Regions from separate parts of the Rattus norvegicus genome. Here region 1 is linked to region 2. A link is a contact called in public Hi-C data. All regions are on one chromosome and are shown on one strand. The core of a region is the stretch at or near the end of the contact, and the rest is flanking DNA. Distances in the headings are between cores, read along the strand shown.

Region 1 (2,700 bases), core at 112-2,611, 330 kb before region 2:
GCATGCACACATGCATGCAGGCACACACGCCAAAGAACACAACGCCTCTGAACGACCTCAATTTAAGAGCACTGCATGCACACTAATCAACACTTGTCTTTCCACACATGGATGTGTGTGTGTAAGAGCCACAGACTTTTAAAGCTGATAGGTTTACACGTTGTGCCAATCAGTTTCCCAACCCTGTGACAAATACCCCGGAAAACCAACTTCAAAGGAGGAAAGGCTTATCTTGGCCTTGTCCCTGGAGTGAGGGTTGAAGCCTAGGCCCTTGGACAGCCTAACAAGCCAGGTCCGGCCACTTGTTTCAGTATCCAATGGAAGACACAGTGGTGCAAAGCAGAGAATGGAGACTTAGCCAATCCATTTAACCACACCAGGAATCGGAACACAGAGGGCCGTGGGCCCCCTAAGTCCATCTTCTGGGGTCCTGGCTTAAATACAGCACCAGTGATATGTCCCTGTCCAGGTGTACGCCCATCTGGCAACACGCCTCAGCTCCAGTCTCCCTGGAGAAGCACCCTGACTCACTGTAAACCTCTCACCAGGAGACCAGCTTCCCTCCCCGCTGGCGCCAGTTTCAGCCTTTTCCTTCCCCTGTCAACTCCCTGGTGTGCAACTTTGCTGCTCTGATGGCCAAAGGGAGGATGCAGGGTTCTTGTTACAGTAACTTTATTCCTGCCAGGACGTCACAGCTGTGGTCACCAACGCCACTGAATTGTGTCTGTGGTGACACAGCACCTCACAAGAGGAACACACGGTGGAGGCGGCTCCCCTCTTACTGTGGCCAGGAAGGAGAGAGAGAGAGAGAGAGAGAGAGAGAGAGAGAGAGAGAGAGAGAGATGGAAGAGGCATTCCCAACATCTACAACATCATTCCCCAATAATGTGTGTGTGTGTGTGTGTGTGTGTGTGTGTGTGTATGTGTGTGTGCACGCTTGTGTATGCAAGGGTTCCTGCTGAGGCCAGAAAAGAGTGTGTTGTAAGCCACCCAACATGGATGCTGGGAACTGAACTCTGGTCATCTAGAAGAGAAGCATATGTGCCTAACCACTGAACTGTCCAGCCACGGAGGGCCTACCTCCTAAAAGTCTAATTACCCCCTCCCCCTCCCTCGCTCCCTCTCCCTCTCCCTCTCCCTCCCCCTCCCCCTATCCCTATCCCTCTCCCTCTCCCTCTCCATCTCCATCTCCATCTCCATCTCCATCTCCATCTCCATCTCCATCTCCATCTCTATCTCTATCTCTATCTCTATCTCTATCTCTATCTCTCCTTCCTGTCCCTCTCTCTGACACACACCCCAGGGCAATAGAATCAGTAATTCCTTCAAAGAAAAAAACTTGATATCATTTGGCTCCAGCAGAGGGCGCTAGAGCATTGAGTTTGACAATTCCCAGCCGGCTCTATTTACAGCCACTTAATACTTTACAGCTTTGCAAACTGAACCCGCAGGAAGAAAAGCACTTCCAAAGTTGCCACTACCAAACCCAGGAAATGGACACCAAGACGCTCCAGCTACTGAGCTCTAATCCCACCCTTTGCTTGCTCCAGGTCCATTCCTGCCAGCCATCGCCAGGGCTGGAAGCCCACCGAGTTCTTTGCTTGTTTGCTTTTTCCTTTTTCTATTTTTTTTTTAAGCTTAGCATTTTTTTTTTTCACTGAAGCCATTAGTCACAGACCTCGGGGCTGAGTCTCTGAGGTCTGTGGGTGACTCAGTGCACCCGCGGTTGTCATCAAGCCGTGGAACAAAGAGTTCAAAATGCAGACTACTCGTAAACAACTCTTCCCTCACTGATGGAAAATAAAGGGCCAGTGTCTGGGACAGTTTCTTCCCCACAGCTCCTATCAGATGACAGCATCAATTTCTATAAATCACTGGGGCTGATGAAACCATGGGATTGCAGGTCATAAAGACTCAACTGCCTGGGAACAGGTTCTTAAGTTCTCCATGTCCCTTATGCAAGAGAGAAAGGCCTCTACCCCAGCGGGTGGGGAGCAGGTGAGGAAGCAGAAGGCTCACCACTCAGGAAAGCTCACTGCCAGACAGGAAGTAACTTTCCTGGGAAAGGGTGGGCTGGCGTCATCACTACACCAAACTGCATGGGGTTTGGCTAGAATGAACATGGAGGTTTGCAGAGCATTTCAGACAGGCCGGTTCCTCCCAATTGTAAATGTTCCAGACAGGTCGTATTCCCCACGCTGTCTCCTGCAATGGACACATACATCCCATTTCTTGTTTTGTTTTGTTTTTTTAATAGTCAACTGTGAAAAACAGAGGAGAGAGTATTTGGTTATAAAGCCACTCCTAGAGACCTCCACCCTGTGAGTGCAGCAGGGGAACCCCACAAAATGGAGACCAGAAGCTAAGCAAGCATCCTGTCAGGAAGGAGGGTAGGTCTTGGAGGGTGGAGAGATAGAGTTCTGGGAATGTGGTGCAGACACCTTGGTTGATACTTTTTCCTGTGAGCAAAACACATTTAGACAAATGCTTGTTCCAGAATGAATTTCCCTTGAAGTCAATAAGATACCCCATCTCAGTGTTTTCTCAGGAGACTGGTTTTTCTCAGTGTCCCCTCAGCTTTTTATTCTCAATTACCCCATTTACATCAGTTCTCTCCCTGATAAAACATTTCATCTGATAGGGAAACCTCCTTAAGATTAAGGAAGTGAACAACTCAAAAGCTTTAGGAAATCCCTGAAA
Region 2 (2,700 bases), core at 139-2,638:
ACAGCTGGTTGGGAGCTGTCATGTGGGTCTGATAATTAAACCCCAGGTCCTGCGGGAGAGCAGTCGGTACCCTTACCTGGTACGCCACCTCTTTAGCCTCACCTTGTATCTTCTTTTTGAATCTGTATTTTATTTTTTCAGGACAGAGTTTCTCTGGGTAGCCTTGGCTGTCTGTAAATCAGGCTGGCCTTGAGCTCACAGAGGTCTGCCTGCCTCTGCCTCCCAAGTGCTGGACTTAATGGTGGGCGTTCCCACTGCTCTGCTCCATCCTATATCTTTTAATTAAAATCTGCAGAGCAGATCAAATGGTTCCTAGAGACCTGTAGGTTGGTCGTTTGCATGGTTTGTTCTCAGTTCTTCACAGGATGGGCTGGTGGTCTAGGGTGGCACTTCAGCTTTGACTTTTGAAATCCTTTATCCCACCAAACATTGACTCCTTTCCTGCCGGAGGAGTAGGGTCTGAGACTGCTGCTGTCCCCCAGCCCCTCCCCCTCCACTCCTGCCAGGCTCTTGCTTTTGTGGTTCCTTCATCCACACTTAACACAAAATATGCCTGGCTTAATTCTCCAAACGCTGATTCGGTGGTTCTGTTTTTTTGGGGGGAGGAAACTGGGTAATAAAAGAGGGTCACATACCCTAGAGAAGGGATGGTTTTATCGCACAGGAGCCAGAAGGTGAAATAGCTCTGTCCAAGCTAAGAGAGAAGGGACACTGCTTACAAGTTCTCCCCAGAGGAGAGACGTGTTTCAAAGGCTTTCCAGATGACTCAGGGATGTGTTGTAAGTGTGTTATTGCAAAAAACAAAACAAAAAAAAACCCGGAAGCATGTCTTCAAATTTAGCCACATAAGGCGCACATGTCAGGCACTAAGTGTTCCTCTGTGCATTCAGATTCAGCCGTAGATGTGGGTGGTTCAGGAGGAAGGGAGGCAAGCCCAAGGTGGCAGGAGTCAGGAGGCTCCATTAAAAATGGTGGCGGTGGGGGTGCTCCATTAAATATGGTCAGGACTTTGGAAGCAGCTGATGGCATCCATTGCAAAACACGGTAGATGGAGCAAGCCTTGCGGCGGCCGTTAACAAGTGGGACAGAGCTAGCTGGGTTTCAAAGACATGAAAGCCACCATTGTGAAATGTGCCCTAAGTGAAAACCGTCTTACTAAGAACAAGAGGTGACACATCCACTCTATGCCAAAACTCGGACCAAGACGGTGTAAACGCTTATCTACACACTTCTGTGAAGCTCTGCCCAGCGAGCTTACTGGAAGAAGACACGGCTGCCAACCAGAGGCCTGGATTCGAGAACACTCTGTACTCTGGTCTCGTCTAGGGGATCATCCAAGTCGCTGAAGGCCTTTTTCCTCCTGCAGACCAGGGGGAGTAGAAGTAGGCAATGCTGCAGAAGTGATCCTCGAGCTCCAGTCCCTGCTGAGGTATGGTAGGGAAGCTGAAGAGGTGGGCTTTGCAGAGAGGCTACTCCAGGGGGAGCCTCCTCATCCACGCCCTTCACACGGTGCCTCTGTAACACTGCACATGGGCAGACTCGGGTGACATTGTCCTCTGTAGTTTGTCTCGGGGAGTGCTGAAGAATACTCTGTCTGGCAGAGGCTCTTAAAAGCCAGGAAGCTGGGTGCTTGACCACACTTCTGGTCTTCTGAGAAGTTTCCAGTTTCATCAGCTCTGAGCAACTCTGCAGAAGTGCTTGGGGCTCAGCTGCTGCTGCATGAAGACAGTCATGCCTGCTACGGTCACGCCTGCTATACTCTCTCTCTCTCTCTCTCTCTCTCTCTCTCTCTCTCTCACACACACACACACACACACACACACACACACACACACACTCACTAGGGACATCAGCTGCAGACAATCAAGCCTGCTATTCTCTCTCTCTCTCTCTCTCTCTCTCTCTCTCTCTCTCTCTCTCTCTCCCTGTCTCTCTCACACATGCACACTCTCTGTCTCTCTCTGCCTGTCTCTGTCTGTATCTATCTATCTATCTATCTATCTATCTATCTATCTATCTATCTATCTATCTATATATCAGGCTGTGTGTCAGAATGATGGAAAATCAGGCTCTCTGGTTTTCACCAAAGGATGCCACAACAGGGCCCACTGGTGACTACAGAGATGGAAATCCCTGTCTCCATCCCAACTCCCTGACCCCACTCACCCAAGATAGGCCACTTTCCTCCATGGCTTTCCGCCTCAGTTTCCCTTCTTGGTAGGCATTTGTGAGAATAAAGTCGCTGAGGTCACCCTTGCTTAGGAAGGGGCTTGCCACACAGACTGGCATGCTTTAGGGGTTCCCACCCCTCAGCTCCATCAAAGCTCAGCCTGGGGTGGGAGGTGCAGCTGATTTGGTAGAGCGCTTGTCTACCATGCACGAGGCCTTGATCTGACCCCGGCACTGAAGCAAACTGCTGTGGTGGCTCACACTTGAAATCCCCAGCACTCAAGAGGTAGGGGCAGGAGGAGCTAGAATTCAAAGTCATCCTGGCTAGACAGGGAATTCTGGGTCACCATCTTGTTTAAAAATGAACAGATTCACAAACAACATCCAGCCTTCTTCATTAAGGAAGCTGTGTCTTCAATCAGGACATGCATACACACGCAAATACGTGTGTGTGTGTGTGTGTGTGTGTGTGTGTGTGAGAGAGAGAGAGAGAGAGAGACAGACAGACAGACAGACAGACAGACAGACAAT

The links. Hi-C and Micro-C count contacts between places; a contact is called where the count stands out from the background.
Region 1: a contact with region 2 is called in a Hi-C map of the Rat2 cell line, with 4 times the contacts expected there. The contact joins two enhancer-like sites. A contact is called at or near these places in 12 of 12 Hi-C or Micro-C datasets (the A7r5 cell line, the Rat2 cell line, Schwann cells and 7 more) and 1 of 1 datasets of contacts at active chromatin or transcription factors (oligodendrocytes).

The regions. Positions count from the first base shown.
Region 1 is chr17:12,752,577-12,755,276 of GRCr8, reverse strand. No RefSeq gene overlaps it. Among named protein-coding and RNA genes, the nearest start is that of Syk, 59 kb to the left of the region's middle. Within about 2 kb of position 1,361, at least 50 of the 93 cell types and tissues checked have an H3K27ac peak or open chromatin away from gene starts, as enhancers often do.
Region 2 is chr17:12,427,584-12,430,283 of GRCr8, reverse strand. LOC108353155 (a long non-coding RNA gene) reads left to right here. Exons shown (of 2, transcript XR_005495436.2): 1 at 1-1,429. Among named protein-coding and RNA genes, the nearest start is that of Nfil3, 3.4 kb to the left of the region's middle. Within about 2 kb of position 1,388, at least 1 of the 93 cell types and tissues checked has an H3K27ac peak or open chromatin away from gene starts, as enhancers often do.